Regions from separate parts of the Danio rerio genome. Here region 2 is linked to region 1. The links are chromatin contacts, called in public Hi-C maps. All regions are on one chromosome and are shown on one strand. The core of a region is the stretch at or near the end of the contact, and the rest is flanking DNA. Distances in the headings are between cores, read along the strand shown. Region 1 overlaps LOC137487442 (a long non-coding RNA gene). Region 2 holds the start of marcksl1a (MARCKS-like 1a).

Evidence for each region. A called contact is a pair of places that touch in the nucleus more often than the background predicts.
Region 2: a Hi-C map of embryo shows a contact between it and region 1, with 2.4 times the contacts expected there. The contact joins the promoter of marcksl1a here to the enhancer-like site in region 1. A contact is called at or near these places in 4 of 18 Hi-C or Micro-C datasets (caudal fin and embryo) and 3 of 4 datasets of contacts at active chromatin or transcription factors (caudal fin, embryo and gastrula embryo).

Annotation. Positions count from the first base shown.
Region 1 is chr13:49,590,419-49,596,528 of GRCz12tu, reverse strand. All of the region lies in intron 1 of LOC137487442 (a long non-coding RNA gene), which reads right to left. It overlaps LOC103912036 (a long non-coding RNA gene), which reads left to right. Exons shown (of 5, transcript XR_012388932.1): 5 at 222-1,423. Among named protein-coding and RNA genes, the nearest start is that of bsdc1, 33 kb to the right of the region's middle. Within about 2 kb of position 3,013, at least 7 of the 62 cell types and tissues checked have an H3K27ac peak or open chromatin away from gene starts, as enhancers often do.
Region 2 is chr13:49,755,023-49,761,050 of GRCz12tu, reverse strand. marcksl1a (MARCKS-like 1a) reads right to left here and starts at 2,387. Exons shown (of 2, transcript NM_213133.1): 1 at 2,129-2,387; 2 at 1-789. The coding sequence starts at 2,200. The coding sequence ends at 220. LOC103912037 (a long non-coding RNA gene) reads left to right here and starts at 472. Exons shown (of 6, transcript XR_012388934.1): 1 at 472-866; 2 at 1,454-1,516; 3 at 3,671-3,760; 4 at 4,855-4,942.

The DNA.
Region 1 (6,110 bases), core at 1,764-4,263:
GGCAAACCTGTTGTTGCATTGTCATCTTCACTCGGGCCAAAAAATTGCAGCATAGTGCCATGGTCAGTGGTTAACTAATGCCAACACTGGCTGATAGCTTGGTGTGTTATGGCCTTAATTGCTTCTAAAGGTATTTTAGGTGTTCTAAAGTTAACTCTAAAGATATTTAACTTTTACACTTTAGAGTCTTTAATAAATCTTACTTCTATTTATTTTTTCAGATTGGGACCAATATTGCTGAGTATCTTCATCCATTGAATTCAAGAATCTATTGAGTTTCCTCATGTTCTCATCCTTGGAGACCACCACTTCTTTCAAGCCTTTGCTCACGTGCTGTGCTATTTATTATTGCAAAGTACATTACTTGCCAAAGTGAACGTTTGCTATAAAGCATTCTACATCTTTGGTGTGAACTACCCCAAGCAGTGTTCCCTGGTGTGGCAGACTGTGGTTTATGGACATCCTGGGGAGGAGACACTAGCAGTAAGGGTTCTGCTAGCATTAATTTTTGCTGACAAACAGTAATCATTAATACTGTGACCTCACTGCTTCCTTGGATTCTGTGTTCTTTAACTTGTACTTTGGATTGTGGGGGAAAAGGAGCACCCAGAGAAAACCCACACGAACACGGGGAAAACATGCAAACTCCACACAGAAACACCAACTGACCCAGCTGAGGCTTAAACCACCGACCTTGTTGCTGTGAGGCAATCGTACTACCCACTGTGCCACCATGACACCCATTTCTAAAGAATAGTTTTAATAACTCATTTCTAATAACTGATTTCTTTTCTCTTTGCTATGATGACGGCACATAATAATGGACTAGATATTTTTTTAAGACACTCTACACTGCAGTTACATTGCAACTAATGTTTCTTACAGACTCTTTTATATCTCAGGATTGATGTTTGCACATGATTGTTCGAGTAAAAGTTAAAAAAAGTTTTCCTATTTCAAATTTGTTTTAAAATGCTTCCATCCTCAGGTTTCATTTTAACTTTTATATCTGTTTTTTCTTCAAAACTGCATTTACATTGAACTTGATCATCCTTACTGATGATTGCTTTATAGCTCATATATTGATGTTTGCACATAATTGTTAAAGGGAAAGTTATAAAATGTTTTCTTATTTTTTCTTAATATAAAATTTGTATTTTCTTAGTTTTTATTGTTTGTTTTGTTTTTTCAAGCTGTTTGATGCCTTTTCATTATTACTTTCACATATTTTTTTCTGCATTGCAGTTGATGATTTATATGAGAATATGTTGATGTTTGTGCTCAAATTACTTTCTGACTTCAGTCATTTAGATGCATTTTCATTATTACTTCCTTATACTATTGTTTTTTCTACTCTGCAATAACATTGCAATTGCCTTACTGATGATTCCTGATTTATAAATGATGCAAATGTTTTTGAATGTATTTCAAATATGCATTTTCTTAAGGTAATTTGTCTGATTTCAGTCTGATGCATTGTTACTGAACTTTAGTCAGTGTTTCTGTGATACAGTTTGATAAATTTTCACAGAAATCGTCTTAACAACCCTTTCAAAAAAAAAATTGGATTGCATTTCTCAACTGCTAATGTCGCTATTGAACACAATCAGTACATTTTAACACATATTATAATTTCTAAAATATCAACCTCTACCAAATGATTGATATGTATGTTTATGGTAAAAGTACCAGAATTATGAAAAATCTGAAAAATTATGTGTAAGACCAATAAAAAAAAAAAAAAAAAAAAAAATATATATATATATATATATATATATATATATATATATATATATATATTTAAAAGAAATATTTTGAACACTAAATCATCTTTTTTCTTATGACTTTAACAGTCATTATTTAAAACAGTAAAAACGAGGTCAACCATTTGGTAGAGCAGGCAGTCAAAGGGTTAATGCTGAGGTGCAGATGGGAAAAATCTCAAATTCATTTGGACACATTTTATCTTTTGTCATAAATAAAATTCCATTACTGAACAACTATGTATTGCTGTAGAATTTGTTTTTATTTTAGTGATTTTAATCATCAGTTTCTAGATTAAATTTCTGACCCATTTTGGGTTACATTCAACCCAGCAGTGTAGTAATTTTTAACTAATAGTTGGGTTAAAATCACAACCCAGCATGCTGGGTTAAACTTGTAACCCAACTTGCTGGGTTAAAGTAACCCAGCGTTGGGTTAGTCCCTTTTTTACCCAGCGCTGGGTTACCAAAACAACCCAAATTGGGTTGTTTTCAACCCAGCAGTTTTTAGAGTGTATATATATATATATATATATATATATATATATATAGCTCCTGAAAGTAAAGATCAAGGTCACCAGACATGAATATTTTAAACATATCTGTGGTAAGATGATGGAGGAGTCATTGAAAATGAATCCAAAATATCTTGATGAACTCCGGGAGTCCTGCAAGAACGCTTTCTTTGCCGTTCCAGATGACTTTATTAATAAGTGATTTGAGTCAGTGCAGAGATGTATGGATGCAGTCCTCCAAGCTCATGGGAGTAATGCACAATATTCATTCTGTTTCCACTGCAGCATGACTTTATATTCTATACTGGACATTATTTCTGTTCAGTGACAAAACTTTTGTCTAAGAAAAGTCAGACCTTACTGTCCTAATGAAATATTTAAAAATCAAGGCATGATCATATTTAATTTTGGTAAAATAAGCAAAATCTTGAGGCCTTTGCCTTTCATATAAGTCACTTCTGATACCAAAAGATCAACTAGAAGTCAAGTAATTACTTCTTGTCATTAAAACTAGGATATATGACAAAACTATATCAGGTAGTGTACTTCATATCATGAAATAAAAAAACCATTTAGAGCTGAATCAACAGAGATGAGTAAATGACAAATGTTTAACTTTGGGTGAACCATCTGTTTGAATCTCCAATGAAAGCTGCAGGCACATGCCTACACTGATTCCCTGTGTAAACACATTACAGCAGATGAAGCAGAACTTGATATGTGTAATAATCAAATACCATTTATTAGACTGGAAAAGATCCTGAAATCTCTGATCGCTGAATAGCTTTGAGGATAAACTCCATCTCTGAGCGGTTCAAAACAGCTTAAACTTCCCAAACACATTCTCATCTTTCAGAGCACTCGAGACACACACAATAGCCACGAAATCCTGGAAAAATGGTGTCTCTGCCTTCAGGGCTTAAGAGGAGAGGAAAAGAGACTCTTTGTATGCCATTCTCCACTGATTAGAGGAAGCATTCCCAGGATTCCTCAGTGGCAAACATGGGTCCAACGCCGCTGGCAACATTCCTATGCCCCCCATTCATGCTTTCATGAGATATCGTGGAGGAAGAAAAAACAGCGATTTGACACTAATATGAGGTCTGCAATCTATCAATAGTCTTTTAAAGTGACAGAGATTAAGAGAAAGCCAGTTTGGCATGCTGAAGAAGAAGAAAAAAAGCACCCAAACAGTGCAGTATAGTGCGCCAGTTCATGACTGACTCAAGAAATTCCAAAGCCTCGAATGTTGAAGAAAAAAGACTGATCTAATAAAATGTATGCCGGTCTGAGAAAAATGTCCACAAAGAAATACTTTTACCAAAATAAAGCATTAAAGCTTTAACCATTTCAGGGCTCGACAATAAGGACTGCCCGATGGCCCGGGGCTAGTGTGAGAGATGCTCGAGACAGTTGACAGAATCGTTACTGGCCCAATAGTGTCACTAAATTTCAATTTGTCTGCTACTATTTGTCAATTGCATGCAAATACAGTCTTAGAATCGAGAAACAGTTTGTGTTTTTTAGTCTTTGAATGCAACCTTCTCTGTGAAGTTGTAAACACCATATTGCATTTCGATTCCTCTTATCTGATTGGATCAGACAACATGCAACATGGCGGCAACATCAAAATATGAGGCTAAAAGAAAACGTATGGGTAGTGGCTGATAGGGCATCTGCTGCATAAAAATGTGCTGGATAAATTGGCAGTTCATTCCCCTGTGGTGACCTCGGATTAATAAAGGGACTCAAATATAGATAGACAAGAAAATGAATGAATGAATTTAAGACCATTATTATTAGCCCCCTTAGCCATATGTTTTTTTTATTGTCTGCAGAAGAAACCAACATTAAACAATGACTTGCATAATTACCCTAATAAAGCCTTTGAATCCCACTTTAAGTTGAATGCTTGTATCTTGAAAAATATGTAGTAAAATATTATGTGCTGTATTCATCAATTATTAGAAATGAGTTATTAAATCTATTATGTTTAGAAATGTCTTGAAAAAAACTTCTTTCTGTTAAACAGAAATGGGGGGGGGGGGGGTGCTAATAATTTAGGAGGGCTATTAATTTTGACTTTAACTTAGTATATGCAGTTATTTTCCTCCCAGTAAATAAGGAAATGGAAATAAATACAATAGAATAAAAACAAACTGTGTTTTAAGCATCTTCACTGTAAGAAAAAAATAATAATTATAGCTACAAAAGTCCTTCAGTCAGAGCAGTAAGTGATTTTATCCTTTTGTTGTTTGATTAATGATAAAAACAGTCGGCAGCTTTAAAAACAGTACCGTTCTGATTTATGGTTTCACTTTTACATGTCTTTTTTTTTTTGACTCTCAACATCCCCTGCTGCAAAAGTTACATTACACTACATGCTTTTAGTAATTTACACATGAAACTGAGCAGAGCAACAAATGTGTACAGCTGGAAAGGGGCGGTATATGATGCAGTAATCGCTTTATCTCGATTAATATTTTTTTCACAATCATTAGAGGTCAAAATCGCAATCGAAACTGAATTTTCGATTAACTGCACAGCCCTAATAAAAAACTTTTCAAAATATTTGGTTAAAAAGCCTTGGAAAACCTTTCCACAAAATATACGCATTACAAAATGATGTCACACGCACCAAAGTGAATCTACGCCAACACTGCGATGACGTCACATTCGCCGCGCACACTCAAGCTAACTAGTGGATGGATGCATCGAGTATAAACCAGGCTTCAGTTTCCATTATCCTGGCCTAACTAGTATGGTTAGATCCCAATACTACAGTCACACGCTCTAAACACTTAATTTGCATTGATTAATTGATTGCTAATTTAAACAATGGTCAGTAGTGAAAATGTTTGGATACTGCCATTCCAAGTGTAAACAGACATTGCCAGAACCATGAATAAAAGTTTAAGTAACTGCTGTAAGCCCAAACAGGTGGCAATAAAAAACAATTTTCTTTTTTCACTTGTAACACTATCCATTCCTGACAAAGCAGAGAAAGGGAGGATGCAGCTCAATCCTACAGTCTGTCTGAGGAATACAGATGACGCAGATCGGAATAAAGACGAGGAACACTGTTTCTATGGCAACCGTCCTCCCTGTCTTATCCGAGGCTCTGACTATACTGCCTCCCAGTTTGAAGGCTTTTTCTTCTTTTTCCTCGTTCGATAAAAGAACACAGACCACCTGGAGGGAGACCACACTAGTTAGTGAGCTCAAAACAGGGTTCCCACACTTCATCTGTGATTAGCTGATAAAGACGTTTTATGAAAAAGCATTTTATAGAGACTACACTTGAGGAGAGCTTATGGATATATTTGGAAGGGTTGATTTCGAAGTCAATTAGCCTAGCATAAAATAAGACATCCACTTCTATATTTTTATGATATGCGTTCGCTTCCTTGGAATATACGCTTTCATCTGCATTCTGAGCAGTTTTAATGTATTGAGCTTTCAAGTGTGTGCATTGCATATTCATTCATTCCTTTTCTTTTCGGCTTAGTCTCATTCTTTATTCTGGGGTCTCCACAGTGGAATGAACCGCCAACTTATCCAGCATATGTTCTAAATAGTGGATACCCTTCCAGCTGCAACCCATCACTGGGAATCATCTGCGACTGGTTTCTTAAACATGAAAATGAGTTTACTGTACTCAAATGGCCTCCACAGTCACCAGTTCTTGATCCAATAGAGCAAGTTTGGGATGAGGTGGAACGGGAGGATTCGCATCATGGATGTGCAGCCGACAAATGTAACTGCGTGATGCTGAAATGTCAATATGGAATAAAATCTCTGAGGAATATTTCCAGTACCCTGTTGAATCTAT
Region 2 (6,028 bases), core at 1,138-3,637, 170 kb before region 1:
CGTTTGGCACCACACTGACACCAGACCGGACGAAACCGCGAACCAGTGAACGTTATCAGCAAGGGTGGTAAATGTACTTTGTAGTAATGCTGTAACTTTAAGATTGTGGCTCAAGTCTCATATATTTATATATATTTATATATATATTTATATATTTCAATCTCAAAAAATAAAAAAAAGGATAAAGATAAAAGTCTAGGTTGCCACAGCGATATGAGATCACTCTGCAGCCGGCTCCGGGTCCGAAGATTCAGTGGGCGTGGTCTCTTCAACGGGGGCGGGGCTTTCCTCGGATTTTGTAGTCTCCTCTGTGGGTGCGGTTTCTGTTTGCTGGGCAGGCTCTTCAGCTTTGGGCTCCGCCTCTTCTACTTTGGGCTCCGCCTCCGCCTCAGGAGCTGGCGTCTCATTGGTTTCCGCCGCTGGCTCCTCCTCTTTGGTTTCTGTAGCGGCCTGGCCGTTCTCCTCGGGTTTATCTTCAGCGGTGGTGGGCGTGGCCACAGCCTCCGCTGCCTCCTCACTTGCCTTTTTATTCTTCTTTAGGGAAATGCCTTTGAATTTGAAAGAGTTCTTCAGTGAGAATTTCTTCTTCTTTTTGGTTTCCTTTGCAGCCTCGCCGTCAGATTTGCTGGCTTCAGCCTCTGTAGCGGGCGCGGCTTCAATGCCGTCTCCCTCCTCCGTTTTTGGGGCTTCATCCTTGGCGACCTCCGCGGTTCCATTTCCGTCCGCTGCCACTGCTTCTCCATCTGGCTTGGTGGATACATCTCCGTTAGTTTTCACATGGCCATTTTCCTGAAGAGAGAAGCAGAGGGAGCATAAGCCAAATGCATCTTGGCAAACACACACACACACAGAGGAGAAATATGCTTGTAAATGCTTGTTTTATAGCTATAGTAAATGCTTGGATTTATAGTATAGTTTATAGCACAACGTGTTAAGCATATGTTTTTTTTTATCTCAACATTTCTCTTCCTAGCATCATTTTTATCCAATACTATGTGATTCAAACCCAATTATAGCTTAGCTATTTGTTTAATTTAAGACATAAATGATAGCTCTAGTTAATAACACTGCAGTATTGGCTACACTTCAAAACTGAAATAAAATCTACGTACACAGTAATGTACACTAAAATGACTACAAATAAATACACATAGGAATCACTTTGTTTTGGTAACACCAAATATAGAAAGCAGTCAATTTAAAGTCAGCAAATGCGGTTCGGAGTGCTGTATGTAATCACATTACAGACAGAAGCAACACCCGGTTAAACCCAAAAGCAGAAGTGCATCATGTAATTCCACCTTTCATCCGCTAGAGGCAGTTTTGCTCCACTAAATAAAATCCACAGCTTAGAAAACCATCCACTACCAGAGAGAACAAAGAAAGGGGAGACCGCAACCCTAAAACGCCGTTTAAACCAACGCTTGTTGTTTCCCCTCTCTTGTATTTACAGGAATTTGGATCACACACCATTCAGGTGATGCTTCAGCCGAGCACTATACATTCATGAAACACGGTAATGTACTCTCCCTAAGTATTGGGGTGTTTAAATCACAAGCATGGACATATTCAAAATAATGCATTCAGTTCAATAATATAGACAAGAGCGTTCTCTTATTGTATTTAGAGGGGGAAGGGTGCATATGCATTAAGGGGGATGGGTAGAATGATTATTAATGAAGTACCAGAGGAATGGTCCATGCATTCACACACACACGCATGCATCGCATTGTTTGCAGATCAGCAGAAGCGCTGTGCATCATTTGCATGCAGCTCTGCAACCTTTTGTTCTCAATTCGGGTTTCTGCCAGTTTCAGCGCCAACACACAACCACAGAGTCTGTCTTGTAACTAACTAAATCAACTTTAAAAGCATTTTTTTTTAAAACAAAATCAAAATTAGACATTTATTTTGCATTAAATAAAATACACACCATTAGAAAAATCCAAAAACATCAGTAATGGGATGGCATTGTTGTTATAACAAATTAGTTTCTCAAAAAGAATATTAAAATTGATCACAAATACCGATATTTAATTCTCCTAAAATAAAAACTGTGTATTGATCGATACATTAATCATAAAAAACATTGAAATCTCTGAGAAAGCTGGTGGTCATAAATCCTCACCTGACCATTGGCTTTATCAGCCACGGCTTTTCCTTCCACTGTGGCTTCACCTTTAGTCAACTGAGCACCCATCCTCTTTGTGTCTTCTTCACAGAGTTCAAAAATGAAAATAAAGGCTGAAAAAATAACCCTGGGGGTCCTTCAATTCAGACCCACACAGTAAATGCGGTGAGCGAGGGTTTATAGATTCCTGATGTGTCTTTAATCTGCTGTGCTCAGCAGACAGAAAGGCTGGTTTCTGGTAGTAAATCCACACGGCTCTGCGGGGAGAGCAAACTAAGAGTTTCACAGCTACAAGTGTGAGTATTTGTCTGTGTGACTCCACCCAAACAGCTACGCCGCCCAATCTGCACAAGAGGGCTGGAGCTTCATCTGCCCCATTCAGCCACTATAGCGTTACACACACACTACTAGGGGCTTTATCTGGGATTTTATTGAGTTTATAAACAGGAAATGATTTCCTTTAAAAACTGTCGATTTACTGATATCTCAAACTCACTTTTGAAAAAGGGAGATGTTCATTATTTAATGGATAGTTCACAAAATTTACTCACTGTTTACACACCCTCTTCCAAATCTTTAGTTTCTTTCTTCTGTTGAACACAATAGAAGATATTCTGAAGAAAGCTGGAAACCGGTAACCATTGACTTCCATTTCCATTGTATTCATTTTTTTCTATGGAATTCAATGGTTACCGGTTTTCAGCTTTCTTCAGAATCTCTTCATTTAAGTTCAGCAGAATAAAGAAGCCCATAAAGTTTTGAAGCCACTTCAGGGGGAGTAAATAGTGAGTAAGTCTGAACTTTTTGTGAACTATCCTTTTAATGCGCAGCAAGTAGAGTATAATATTTAATTTATTTATTTGTTACAAGGTTTTCGATTGTTTAACAAAAAAATGCTACTTTAAATTTAATTTACATCTAAATGTTATGTCAAATCAGTTTACTTGATGATTCTTTGGGAAATGCCTGGCAAATCCTGAGTTTTCAGTGTTGAACTTGAAGTAATTTAGTTATTTGTACATTCAAAAAAAAAAAAACTTTTATTATGTAAAACTAATTAATAAATATTCTATAGTTTTTGTAATTGCTTTCTCAGTATTTCAAGTTGGTGGTTCAATCCGCAGTGGCAACTCCTGTTGAATAAAGAGACTAAGCCGTAGGTGAATGAATGAATGAATTGGTCTACAAAAACCCTCATTTTAAAAGTAAAGTTGATTTAATATGATCAACATTATCATTTGTTAAACATAATTAGACATTTAAGCAACCATAGGAAACTGGCTATCTTGCTATTAGCTGTGATTTTCATGTAATTGATTTTTTAAAGGTAATATACTAGCAATTCCTTGCTAGTTTTGAGTGTTAAATTTGAAGTAATATAATTAATTGTACATTTAAAAAAGATTATCATGTAAAGTCAAAGTTCATTAAATAAATCTTAGTATTATAATTTTTATTATTGCGTTTAAACATTTTTGGTGACATGTTGTCCTGCTGTTAATAAATTCCTGTAATTAATTTTATTTTCTGTCCTTTTAGTCTTTTGAGAAATTAAGAAAAGGAAACCCTGTGATGTCATCAAACAGGAAGTGACATCACTTTGGAGGGAAAACACCAGCTCCATCTTCAGTGAGTGTTGGAAATGCAGTTATTGGGCTAGTTCATATTTTGTTAGTTAACTGGTTTACAAGATTGTAGTGTATGAATGTGTGTGTGAATGAGAGAGTGTATGAACCCAGTACTGATTTGCAGCTGGAAGGGCATCTGCTGTGTAAAACATTTGCTGAATAAGTTGGCAGTTCATTCCACTGTGGTGACCCCAGATGAATAAAGCGACTAAGCTGAAGGAAAATGAATGAATAAACTGGGTTACAAAAACCCTCAGTCTAAAAGTAAAGTACAATTGATTTAAAACTATCAAAAATGGGGGAGGCAGTGGCGCAGTAGGTAGTGCTGTCGCCTCACAGCAAGAAGGTTGCTGGGTCGCTGGTTCGAACCTCGGCTCAGTTGGCGTTTCTGTGAGGAGTTTGCATGTTCTCCCTGCGTTCGCGTGGGTTTTCTCCGGGTGCTCCGGTTTCCCCCACAGTCCAAACACATGCATTACAGGTGAATTGGGTAGGCTAAATTGTCTGTAGTGTGTGTGAATGTGTGTGTGGATGTTTCCCAGAGATGGGTTGCGGCTGGAAGGGCATCTGCTGCGTAAAAACTTGCTGGATAAGTTGCCGGTTCATTCCGCTGTGGCGACCCTGGATTAATAAAGGGACTAAGCCGACAAGAAAATGAATGAATGAATTAATGAATGATCAACAATATCATTTGTTAAACATAATTAGACATTTTATCAACCACAGAGAACTGGCTAGCTTGCTGTTAGCATTTATTTCCATGTCAAATTAGTTCACTTGATGTTTTTTAGGTAATTTCCTACATTTTCAGTGTTGAATTTGAAATAATATAATTCATTGTACATTTAAAAAAAAATTATCATGTAAAAGTTGCAGTACATTATATATATATATATATATATATATATATATATATATATATATATATATATATATATATATAAAATTAATTTTTTAATTTTTTAAAATATATATCGTTTATATAAATATAAATAGTTTTTATTATTGCGTTCCCAGTGTTTCAAACATTTTTATGAACGTTTTTTTTTTTCCTGTAGTTAATAAATTCCTGTCATTCATTTTATTTTGTCCTTTTAGTCTTTTGAGAAACTAAGAAAAGGCAACCCTGCGATTTCACCAAACAGGAAGTGACATCACTCTGGAGGGAAAACACCATCCATTTTCAGTGAGTATTAGCATTGCATTTATTGGGCTAGTTCATATCTTGTTAGTTAATTGGTTTACAAAAACGCTTCTAAAATGATCGATGCTTTGAATTTTTTAGTGACCAGGTGTTTCGAAACACTTTAATCCCGTGAGCTGGGTGTTTTGAACCCCCTTAATCACGTGACCTGGGTGTTTCGGATCATGCTTTGGTGCAGTGTTTCGAAACACTTGTGCTTCTGGATCTGGTTTTACGTCAGCCATCCCTAACTGTTAGCTGGTTTAAAAAGCCCTTAATTAAAAGTAAAGTACAACCCTGCTAAAAAAAATCCAGCTTAAACTAGCCTAGGATGGTTGGCTGGTTTTAGCTGGTCGACCAGCCTGGTTTCAGAGGGGTTTTGGCCATTTCCAGGCTGCTTTCCAGCCATTTTCAGCCTGGTCTTAGCTGGTCAGGCTGGGAGACGACCAGCTGAAACCAGCTTTACCAGCCTAGCCAGGCTGGGAGCCCAGCTAAAATCAGCTATGTCCAGCTTAAACCAGGCTGGTGAAGTTGGTTTTAGCTGGTCATTTTCCAACCTGACCAGCTAAGACCAGGCTGAAAATGGCTGGAAACCAGCCTGGAAATGGCCAAAACCCCTCTAAAACCGCTGATCAACCAGCTAAAACCAGTCAACCAGCCTAGGCTGGTTTAAGCTGGATTTTTCAGCAGGGAACTGATTTTATATTATCAATAATATCATTTTGTCAGCATTTAAACCAACACAGAGAACTGGCTACCTAGCTGTTAGCATGTCATTTCCATTGTAAATGCCTCTATCTAAAAAGTCTGTGACGACAACAAGCTAACAGGAAGTTGCATCTGTTTGGAGGGAAAACAACTCAAATTCCATCTTCTGTGAGTAATATGAATGGATTTGTTTGGTTTTATTATTAGTTTGTTTACAAAAACCCTCAATTTAAAAGTAAAGGTTGATTTCGTATTATCAATAATATCTTATTTTAAACATATGTGAGCATTTAAACTAATACAGAGAAATGGCTAGCTCTTAGCATTTAATTTTAGTTGTCAATGCATCTAGCTAAAAAGCAGTTCTCTGATGACAACAGT